Linked DNA regions of Bos taurus: region 1 is linked to region 2. Evidence: chromatin contacts called from public Hi-C data. All regions are on one chromosome and are shown on one strand. The core of a region is the stretch at or near the end of the contact, and the rest is flanking DNA. Distances in the headings are between cores, read along the strand shown. Region 1 has its middle 10 kb from the start of MEOX1. Region 2 has its middle 36 kb from the start of ETV4.

Evidence for each region. A called contact is a pair of places that touch in the nucleus more often than the background predicts.
Region 1: a contact with region 2 is called in a Hi-C map of skeletal muscle, with 10 times the contacts expected there. The contact joins two enhancer-like sites. A contact is called at or near these places in 8 of 11 Hi-C or Micro-C datasets (8-cell embryo, blastocyst, blood and 4 more).

The regions. Positions count from the first base shown.
Region 1 is chr19:43,573,917-43,579,909 of ARS-UCD2.0, reverse strand. No RefSeq gene overlaps it. Among named protein-coding and RNA genes, the nearest start is that of MEOX1, 10 kb to the right of the region's middle. Within about 2 kb of position 1,324, at least 11 of the 102 cell types and tissues checked have an H3K27ac peak or open chromatin away from gene starts, as enhancers often do. A contact at or near this core is called in skeletal muscle, where this site is marked.
Region 2 is chr19:43,496,250-43,501,877 of ARS-UCD2.0, reverse strand. No RefSeq gene overlaps it. Among named protein-coding and RNA genes, the nearest start is that of ETV4, 36 kb to the right of the region's middle. Within about 2 kb of position 2,112, at least 36 of the 102 cell types and tissues checked have an H3K27ac peak or open chromatin away from gene starts, as enhancers often do. A contact at or near this core is called in skeletal muscle, where this site is marked.

The sequences.
Region 1 (5,993 bases), core at 75-2,574, 79 kb before region 2:
TGGCTCCCAGTCTGGCGGCCTGTGCATGCTGCCTGCACTACCCACACTTGCCCTGACTTGCTGACCATCTGGGTGATCAGTTATTTGATCGTTTCAGATTCTTAGTTGAATCAGGTCCTGAGAATTCCACACCCTGACATAGAACACTGGACGTGTTGGCTCACAGCAGCGTGATGATTATCATCACCTTGCTGCATGGAACGGCTCTCAGCAACATCACCAAAAGGGGTTTTTCCAACACAGAGATCTGACCGTGCCACTCCTGTCCTTACAGCCCCTTGGTGGCTCCCCGAGTCCTGCCTGTCCCCTGCCCCACCCCCACCTGGCCCTGGAATCTAGTAGGATGCGAATTCTTTGCTCCATGTTAGAGACCCCACCCGAGGCAGGTGCTGGGCCAGGTGCTTTGCTGGGCCTGGGCAGGTGAACAAGGCAGATGCAGGCCCGGAGCGCGTCTGCCTCCCAACTCTGCCACTGGAAGGGGACACTGTGGCCCTGTAGAGTGGACAACTGTCCAGCTCACTGCCTTTCATATACCTTCCATTTAAAATCCAGAAAACAGAAGCTGGGACCTACACAAGCCTGGGGTGCTTTGAAGGGGAGAGATTCAGTAACCCACAGGGAGCTCTCTTTCCATACTCTCTGTCTCTATGCAGCTGTGGGGCCATAGACACCACAGGGACCATAGGCTCTTGACATCCCAACCCTCTCGCACCAATCTAGGGTCAAAAGCAGGTCCTTACACTCTGGAAGAGGTTAAAGCTTAAGCTTGAGCTCATTGCGTAGAATGATCTTCCCTCATCGTTCAGTTGGTAAAGAATCTGTGTGCAAGGCAGGAGACCCAGATTCAATTCCTGGGTTGGGAAGATCCTGTGGAGAAGGAAATGGCAATCCATTCCAATATTCTTGCCTGGAGAATCCCATGGACAGAGGAGCCTGGCAGGCTACAGTCCAGAGGGTCACAAGAGTGGGACACGAATAAACCACCACCACCATTGTAGAACGGGGCTTCCTTGGTGGCTTCGAGGTAAAGAATCTGCCTGCAATGCAGGAGATGCAGGTTCCCTCCCTGGGTCAGGAAGATCCCCTAGAGGAGGGAATGGCAACCCACTCCAGTATTCTTGCCCAAGAAATCCCATGGACAGAGGAGCCTGGCGAACTACAAGCCCATATAGCGACTGACACGACTGAGCGAACCTTACAGAATGCCCTGCAGTTCTGCTTATAACCACCAGATGGCGCCATAATGACCAGAGTTCGTTCCTCTGCGAAAATCTTTCAACCTTATAAAGCCCTTGAACCAGTTTTTTTTTTAACTTCCTTTCCTTGTAGGTGTAAGCTCCTCTAGAGATTATAAGGCAGGACCCTTTGACCCGAGTGTGAGATGTTTTGAAGGTCTAAGAACTGGGACATTAACTGTTTGTGTGCCGAACGTGGGAGTTGGGCTGTGGGTTAAGCTGACAGAGGAGATGAGTGGTGTTACTGTCTGAAAATGAAACCAACAAAAGGAATTCAAAGGCTGAGGACATGCATCACTGTGTGCTTGTGTGTGTGCATGTGTGTGTGCGTGTGTGTGTGACCAGAGAGCCCGTGTACTGTGCATTGGAGTTTCAGAGCTCATCTCTGTGTCCAACCATCTGAGAGCGTGGACTGGTAAACCTGTTCCTTCCAGGGGTCGCGGAGGGCCAACATTCATATGTAGAAAGGGAAACAAATGTGGGGACACTTCCATCCTGATGTGCCTTCTAGTGCATCTAGTTGTGTGTGTGTGTGTGTGTGTGTGTGTGTGTCAGTGGGAGTATCTGGATCAAGTGTCTGTGGCTGTGCTGTGTGTCTCTGTCCCTGCTTTGGTATTTCTGCTCAGAGGATGGGGGCTCTGCCCTAAGTATGTGTATGTGTGTGTTCTCAACCCCATGTGACTCTTTTTGACCCCACGGACTATAGCCCACCAGGCTTCTCTGTCCATGGGATTTTCCAGGCAAGAATACTGGAGTGAGTTACCATTTCCTTCTCCAGGGGATCTTCCTGACCCAGGGATCGAACCTGCATCTCTTGTGTCTCCTGCATTGGCAGGTGGATTCTTTACCACTGCGACACCTGGGAAACCCCGTAAGGCTGAGTAGGCATGTCCACTAGCTGCTCTGAGAACATCTGTCATGAACAAACACACGTGCGCTGAGCCGCTCTGGATTGGATGTTGTGTGACAGGTGGCTGCATGTATGTGCTCCTGTCGGGACCCAGGGCCTGGGCAGGAGGTGTGCATGTGTGTCTGCATGTTCATGTGTGTGGCGTACCCCCTGTGACCTGCCTCTCCTGGGGCTCAGGCCAGGCCAGCTAGCTCTCTGGCCATTTGACTTCTTCATGACACCATGTCCTCCCAGGCTGCCACTGTCCTCAGTCAACATTGCACCTGCCTTTCCCCTTGGCCAAGGATTCCTTAGGGGAAATTGTTTATTTCTTCAATTAAAAGAAGAAGGGCCCTGGGAGACTGCATACTCGAAATTACCGAATTTTAAAATGCTCTGATATTCATGAAACCATATATCTCACAAGATGATGATGTCTTAGCTACCTCCCCAGCCTAGGTAACTCCCAGCCCTGAACTAAGGAGTTCACTGCCTCCCCAGACTGGGCTGGGGAGATCTGAACTTTTCCTCTCTGTGGCCAAAGAGAGCTCATGTGTCTTTGTTTGGAAGTGTGATTAATCTTTCAGTTCCTATAGGTCTTTTCTGCCTCAGTGCAGTATTTGGGAAAGTCCCTTGGACTGCAAGGAGATCCAACCAATCCATTCTAAAGGAGATCAGTCCTGGGTATTCATTGGAAGGAGTGATGCTAAAGCTGAAACTCCAGTACTTTGGCCACCTCATGTGAAGAGTTGACTCATTGGAAAAGACCCTGATGCTGGGAGGGATTAGGGGCAGGAGGAGAAGGGGACGACAGAGGATGAGATGGCTGGATGGTATCACCGACTTGATGGACGTGAGTTTGAGTGAACTCCGGGAGTTGGTGATGGACAGGGAGGCCTGGCGTGCTGTGATTCATGGGGTCACAAAGAGTCGGATACGACTGAGCGACTGAACTAAGTGACTGACTGACTGAGGGTAGGAGGAGAAGGGGACGACAGAGGGTAAGATCATTGGATGGCATCATCGACTCAATGGACATGGGTTTGGATGGACTCTGGAAGTTGGTGATGGACAGGAAGGCCTGGCGTGTTGTGGTTCATGGGGTCGCAAAGAGTTGGACACGACTGAGTGACTGAACTGAGGAAGAAGAGAAACTGGATTCCAACACCTCATCCCTAGCTGTGTGATTTTGGACAAGGCCCCTAACCTCTCTGGGTCTCAGACTCCTCCATGGTAAAATGAAACTGATGTATCCTATGATCAGAAATGCTTTCCTGCTCTGATGCTGTGAGATCTGAGGTCCTTTCAGTAGGACCTATACAGTGAGTATAGAAGGACTCAGTATTATCCCCACTTTACAGGTGAAGGGCAGCAAGATCCTTTGTGAGTCACTGCTCTTTCCACAAGGCCGCCCTGAAATGGGCAAAGATGGGAAGAGCAACAGGAACACAGACATATGCTCACCACCATGCGCTGCAATCTTCTAGAACATCCCCAAATAGCCAGGAGGAAATTGATGAGAACTCATCTCACAGCCCTACATGGTAATTATTGGTGTTCGTAATGATGCCCCAAGGCATTACGTTCCCCTGAAATGCCTTTGGAATCATCAAAGAAAGATTAAACCTTGCTTGTGTAATTGCTCTCTGAAATATCTTCTGTTTTATTCGCTTGCTTGGAAAATTGATAACCTATGGATTTTCAATTAACTTTAAGTTACGAAGAATATTCCGTTTACCCAAGTATCCCATCCATTTACTGTTCCTTTTTAGGAGTTTATTTTCTATCTCAGGCTGTATCTCCCAAATATGACAGAGTTTGGGGGTAGAAAAATCATAGAGGGGTTACTGGAGGCCCTAACTCCAGCCCTCTCTAAGACTGTTGACCTTGCAAGTCACTTAGCCTCTCCAAGCCTTGGTTTCCTCACCTGTAAAAGAAAATGGATTAATGCCAGCCCTGCTCCCTCATGGCCATTGCTAGAATCAAGTAGGTTATGAAGTGTTTGTAAACCTCATGTCTGTGCAAACGAGAGATACGTGGGAAGCATTTGAGAATTGCTTGTTAAGACCTTGGGCTCAGCCAACAAATCTGCTATCTTGGGCAAGGAGCACTAGACAGGCTTCCTGGACCCATGGTTTTCCCAACAGTGACCTGTGAAGCCCTAGGAAGGTCACTAGGCCTCTCTGAGCCTCAGCTTTATCATCTGTAAAATGGAGAGCAGGCAGACTTGGAGGAGACCAGAGATTGCAAATTGGCAGTTTAAGAACCAAATTGTGCCCACAGGACTTTTTGTTTGTTTGTTTTTTGACCGAACCGCTCAGCTTGTGGGATCTTAGTTCCCCAGCCAGAAACTGAACCTGGGTCGTGGCACTGAAAGCGCCGAGTCTTAACCACTGGACTGCCAGGGAATTCCTGGACTAGGAGTGTTTTAAATTCATCACCAATATTTAAAAACTGAGAGATCATACAACTACCTCATCAAAAAACCCTGAACAACCTTCCCAAAAGTGAGAAGAGGACCTGAATAGACATTTTCCCAAAGAAGACATACAGATGGCAACAAACACATGAAAAGATGTTCAACATCATTAATCAGCAGAGAAATGCAAGTCAAAACCGCAATTAGTACTCTTGCCTGGAAAATCCCATGGATGGAGGAGCCTGGAAGGCTGCAGTCCATGGGGTTGCTAAGGGTCGGACACGACTGAGCAACTTCACTTTCACTTTTCACTTTGACGCATTGGAGAAGGAAATGGCAACCCATTCCAGTGTTCTTGCCTGGAGAATCCCAGGGATAGGGGAGCCTGTTGGGCTGCCGTCTATGGGGTCGCACAGAGTTGGACACGACTGAAGTGACTTCACTTATACGCCTGTCTTCCCTGGTGGTTCAGACAGTAAAGAATCCGCCTGCAATGCAGGAGACCTAGGTTCAATCCCTGGGTTGGGAAGATTCCCTGGAGAAGGGAACGGCTACCCACTCCAGTATTCTTGCCTGGAGAATTCCATGAACAGAGGAGCCTGGCAGGCTACAGTCCATGGGGTCGCAAAGAGTTGGACATGACTGAACAACTTTCACTTCACACACCTGTCAGAATGGCTCTCAACAAGAAGACAAAAAATAAGTGCTCGTGAGGCTATGGAGAAAATGGAACCCTCATGCACAGTTGATGGAATTGTAAATAGGAACAGCCACTATGGAAAACATTATGGAGATTCCTCAAAAAATTTAAAAAAGGACTGCCATATGATCCAGCAATTTCACTTCTGGGTATTTACCTGAAGAAAATGAAAACACTAATTCAAAAAGATATATGCACCCCATTATTCATTGCAGCATTATTTACGATAGCCAACCTGTGGAAGCAACCAAAGTGTCCATTGATAGATGAATGGATAAAGATGTGAAACATATATATATATATACACACACATATATATTCATATATATAGCTCTTCCCTGGTGGCTCAGTGGTAAAAAATCTGCTTGCAATGCATGAGACATACGTTCACTCCCTGGGTCAGGAAGATCCTGGAGAAGGAAATGGCAACCCATTCCAGAATTCTTGCCTGGGAAATCCCATGGACAGAGGAGCCTGGCAGGCTACAGTCCACGGGGTTGGAAAGAGTTGGATACAACTTCGTGACTAAAGAAGAACAACAAAAACATACATATATATATATGTGTGTGTGTGTGTGTGTGTGTGTATACACAGAGAGAGAGAATGTTATTCAGCCATTAAAAATGAAATCTTGTTGTTTGTGACAACACAGATGGATCTAGAGGATATTATGCTAAGTGAAATAAGTCAGACAGAGAAAGACAAAACAGAATCTGTATGATCTCATCTATATGTAGAATCTAAAGAGCA
Region 2 (5,628 bases), core at 863-3,362:
AGCCCTGTTTCTCGTTTACATCAGACCAGCGGTCAGCAGCTTTTAATATTGTGAATCCAGAAGATGCCCTGAGATTGTCCTCTTGGGACCCTGCTTCACTCCCCGGAGAACCGCAGCAGGGTGCAGGAGAGCCAGAGAAGCCTCGAGAAACAAACACGGTGACAATCGCTTACTGGAATATTTGGCTGGGAAAAGCTTTCTTCCCACATAAAATCAACCCAGATGGATTATGAAAAAGAAAGTGACACGCACGAGTTTTTAAATAAAACATCATTTTCCAAATCATGTGGGCTAAATACGATGTGAGATCCAGGATGAGAGCCTGGAACAGAAAAAGCACACGGATGGAAAAACTGACGAAACACAAATAATTTAAGACAGGAGTTTAATTACTAGTAAAGTACCCATGTTAATCTCTCAGTTTTGACTAAAGTACCTTGGTTATAGAAGAGGTTGACATGAGGGGAAACTGGGCTCAAGGGTGTACAGGACTCTGTAAACTCTGTTGCAACTTTTCTTTTAATCTAAAATTATTCCAAAATTTAAAGTTTATTAAAAAAAAATCATATGACTGTTTCTAGCTTCCTGATCCCCCCCACCCCATCCTCACTCCTCCTCCTCCTCCCCCACCCCACCCCCCATCACCAGCACAGAGTCACAGTCTGCTGCTCCATCAGAGTTCCTTGGGTGGCAACCACTAAGAGTCCCATGAGGACAAACTAGGGCCAGAGGCAGGATGTGTGGTCATGGGCGGGTTTGACCCAGCAGGAACACAAGGGAGTCGGGCTGCAGAACCACAGACAGACCAAAGCCCTGGAATTTCAGATCATTCCAGATCTACAGGTCATTCGTTCATTCAGTAAGTATTTATCCTCACACATGCCAAGCGTCATGCTAGGCTGCTGTGAGAGTGAGGATGGTGGGGGAAAAGCGTTGCAGGTACAGAGTGAATGAGACCCAGAGAAACACACAGTGTCCTCCCTTAAGGAAGCAGTGAGGGAAACAGATGTGTTCCCCAGGCAGTGACAATACCCGGCAGTGACTAGGGGATGAGGGTATGCACAGAATCTGCCAGGGTGATCAAAGAAGCCTTCACAGGGGCTTCCCTGGTGGCTCAGTGGTAAAGAATCTACCAGCCAATGTAGATTTGATCCCTGGTCCGGGAAGATCCCACATGCAATGGAACAACTGAGCTCTCACTCTAGAGCCAGGGAGCGGCAACTACTGAGCCCACGTGCCACTACTGAAGCCCACTCGCCTAGGGCCCATGCTCTGCAACAAGAGAAGCCACCGCAACGAGAAGCCCACACACTGCAACTAGAGAGCGTCCCCACTTGCCGCAACTAAAGAAAGCCCACGCAGCAATGAAGACCCAGCACAGCCAAAAATAATAATCGTTAAAAAAAAAAAAAGAGGAAAACTTCACAGAGGAGGTGGCATAAGCTCTGGCAACTATAGTTCAGTTGCTCCCTGTGACCCAAAGAGAGTCACACACAAGCCTCTGGCTCTGGCAGTTGGAAGAAGGAGCTGAGGAAAAGGAAGGCCATGCCCTCTACAAATATCAGGTGCTATTGGCATCATAAAATCATCATCACCATCATCACCATTACCATCATCATCACCCTCAGGACTCTGATGACCCAGTAGGAGGCCCAAAGCCCTAAAGGGAGCCCCTGGTGAGGGAAAAACAGGCATAAAGGAGACCTGGGGCTGCTTCCCATACCTGCAGCTAAGGGGCTACTTCCAGGCAGCCTGGGGCGTGTTGACACAGCTGGGGAAGAAAGGCTTGTTGCCTCATTAATCACTTCTGCACAGGAGCTCGAGGGAGGAGTGCCCCAGGGGCCTGGGCTCTTTCTCCCAGGGCTCCTGATGGTGGAGGAGGGGGTGGAGGAGGGTGCCTGGCCTCAAGCCTGGAGACAGGGATGGGTCTGTAGAAGTCAGGATGGCAAGGAGGGAGGCTGCCAGGCCCCAGGGACCACCCCCTACCCCCAGGCCAGGGGGATTTCCCAGGCAGGATGTTTGTCTAAAGAGCAGCGGCCTTCCTGCCCAGAGGTTAAAACCGCTTCCAGCCTTGTGGCTGGTAACCCCCTAACAGACAGGTCCCAAGAGAGGCATATACTTCTTTCTTTCTCTTGTGGCCAAGCCAGTGTCAGCTGCTTGCCACGCGGTTCCTGACCCTCCGTAAACCCCGTGTGTGTGTGGGTGTGTGTGTGTGTGCGCGTGTGTTTGTGTCTCAGAGGATAATCTGAAGGCCTCAAGATCACTCGCCTTTGCTGAGAACAGAGAAAAGATCCATTAACCGGAAGGCTGTTTTAAACTCAACAAGGGAGAGGATAAGAAACTGGTAGAATTATTTCTTCATCCATACTTCATTATTTATCCCACAAACACCGAGTGAACACCTACCACACATGTGGCACTGCTCAAGGAGCCCAGGAGACAGCCAAGAGTGGAGAGAAAGCCCTGCTTTTTTTTTTTTTAATTCATTTATTTGGTTTTTCCAGTGGTCATGTATGGATGTGAGAGTTGGACTGTGAAGAAAGCTGAGCGCCGAAGAACTGCTGCTTTTGAACTGTGGTGTTGGAAAAGACTCCTGAGAGTCCCTTGGACTGCAAGGAGATCCAACCAGTCCATTCTAAAGGAGATCAGCTCTGGGTGTTCTTTGGAAGGAGTGATGCTGAAGCTGAAACTCCAGTACTTTGGCCACCTCATGCGAAGAGGTGACTCATTGGAAAAGACTCTGATGCTGGGAGGGATTGGGGGCAGGAGGAAAAGGGGACAACAGAGGATGAGATGGCTGGATGGCATCACTGACTCGATGGACGTGAGTTAGAGTGAACTCCAAGAGTTGGTGATGGACAGGGAGGCCTGGAGTGCTGCAATTCATGGGGTCGCAAAGAGTCAGACACGACTGAGCAACTGAACTGAACTGATTTATTTATTGGTCACGCCTCACAACATGTGGGATCTTAGTTGCCTGACCAGGGATCGATCCCACAGCCCCTGTGGTGAAAGCACAGAGTTTTAACCACTGGACCACCAGGGAAATCCCAATCCTGCTTCTCTGAAGCCTACCTTCTAGAGATGGGGGCAGAGGACAGGAGAGCAGTGTGTTCACTGAAGTCATCAGGACGGCCGAGGCCCTGAATCCAGACCCAGTTTCCAGAACTGCCCTCCCTGGGCCTCCTCGGCCTCTCTCCTTCACACAGCCCCCACGCCTCAAGTCTGAACCCAGAGGCCGAGGTGGGACTGGCAGCAGGAGGACAGGAAGGGTCTGCTCCAAAGGGTGAAAGAAGGAACGGTCGGCATGTCCCCTCCAGGTTAATTTTCAAGGCTCTGGACTAGCAGGTGGTCCAGAGGCCAGGGTCTCTGCCCTCTCCCCACACTTCAGGGAGCAAGGGGTGAGCATGCCCTTGCGTGTGTGTGTGAGTGTGTGTGTGTGTGACTCCTCACTCCTGCCTTAATTCACTCTTTCTCCTCCCTTCTTCCTTCTCCTCCCCCTCCCCATCTCCTGTTCTCTCTCCTGCCTCCCTCCTGCCTCCCCTTCTTCCTGTCTCACATTTTCCTGCCCAGCAGTCAGACCCCAGACAGTACCTAGGAAGTCTGCGGCCTTGCCTAATAGAACCGTAATAGTCCTCAGGGAGGCGTGATAATGACATCCTCCTTAAATAAAAGGACTTAATGGAGATTTCCCAAATTTGAAAACCACATTTCCACTAGCAACCTGTTCAGCCAGTGACTGCTCTGGAAAGGAACCCGTGGGAAGTTGTAAGGGGAGGGGGCGAGAGAGTCAGCTCACAGAACCTACCGCTCAGGGACTTTCTGAGGCAGGACAAAGCGCCTGGTCTGAGGACACAAATCCTAAAGGTGGGCCGTCTCCATCTACCACTATGACCACCCCCTCACCCTACTGGGCCAGCCTAGAAAAAACAGAAGCTCAGAATCTGGAAAATCCTACGTGACCCTGGGTGAGTTACTTCACTTCTCTGTGCCTTGGCTGCCTCAGCTCTGAGTTGGATGTAACCATTATTTCCCAGCATCACCCAGTGAGGGTGGGGCCATCAGGACTTACCCAGTTCCTAGCATAGAGCAGAAGCCAAATCAACTGCAAGCCGAGCTTCAACAAGTACAGCTAGATTGGGGTCCTTTTTAAAAAATATATTTATTTATTTATTGGAGTCCTTTTACTCCTGTGAGAGAGCAAGCAAACCAGAACTGGGCCACCCATTCACCCTGGACCTAAGAAAATACCAGACTATTTCAGGGAGGAGGAGAGGAAAAATGGTTTTCTTATTGCCTCTGTCAACAGGATACTAATTAACAGTAAGTGAGGCGAGGGATATACAGTTAAGATCTCGGGGCCTCTGGGATCTCTCTGTTTACTTCCAGTAATCATATAAACCTTTTGGGGGGCTCCTGTTGGTGCCTTTGAAAACAGAGATGCTAAGACTAAACCAAGGGCTCTCAAGCTCTAGTAATTTCCCTTACCTCCCACCCTGAGGCAAGGAATGTGATGGAACGAGCAGGATGACAAAGACATCGGGAATCCTAGATCCATTGGGAACCCAGCTCTGCCATTGACTTGCTCTGGGATCTTGGGGACAGCTCTTCCCCTCTCTAGGCCTCCATTTCCCGAGGTGTCCAATCGTGGGAGTAGGTGATCTGTAAGAACATTCCCATTCTAAAAATAATTTAAATTGGAGGTGAAATTTCTTCTGACTCGGGCCTCTCTGTGGCGCATGGGCTGTGGTGTGTTTGCCAACACTGCCACCTTGTGTTAGAAGCATGCAACTCCCGGCTGAGGCCTCCACTTGGCTCCTTTGTGGTCAAAGCCTTGGAGGCCAGTAGGGTCCTCTAACCCCACCCCACCCTTCTCTTATAACACAGATGCTTTCTTATCAACATCAGCTCCTGTTTCCAAAAATGTCTCTCTTACAGTTTGTAACACAAGACACTCGTTGTCAATATAATCCTGTCTTAGAAAAGGAAAGGAATTACAATTTCCAAGCTCATACTATGTGCCAGTTAAGATGGTAAGTACTCTGGGAAAGATTGAAGGCAGGAGGAGAACGGGGTGACAGAGGATGAGATGGCTGGATGGCATCACCGACTCAATGGACATGAGTTTGAGCAAACTCCGGGAGTTGGTGAAGAACTGGGAAGCCTGGCATGCTGCAGTCCACGGGGTCGCAAAGAGTCAGATACGACTGAGCGACTGAACAACAACTCTGTTCTACAAACATCATCTTGTTTGATCCCGAAAATGACACAGTGAGGAAGATGTAATTGGCCTTCATTCTACAGATGAGACTGGGCCTCAGAGAGGTGAAGTGAATTGCCCAGAGATTACTCTAAAAGGCAAAGATCACCAGACTCCAAAGCTCAGGCAATGGGTAGTTCATTTTTCTCAAGTATTTGAGACTCTGTATTCATGGGCCTCTTAAGCTGGGGAGTCACTGAGTTGAAAGGGATGAGGGAGAAAGTTCTCAAAGGAACAGACCTGCCCTGCTCCTGGAATGGGAATACATGAAACTTCACCCAAGGCTCTCGATCCACCAGGCCAAGGGAAGCTTCCAGAATGTCCCCTTAAACACCAAAGAAAACCTCCAGGTCCTAACAAAGGCATAA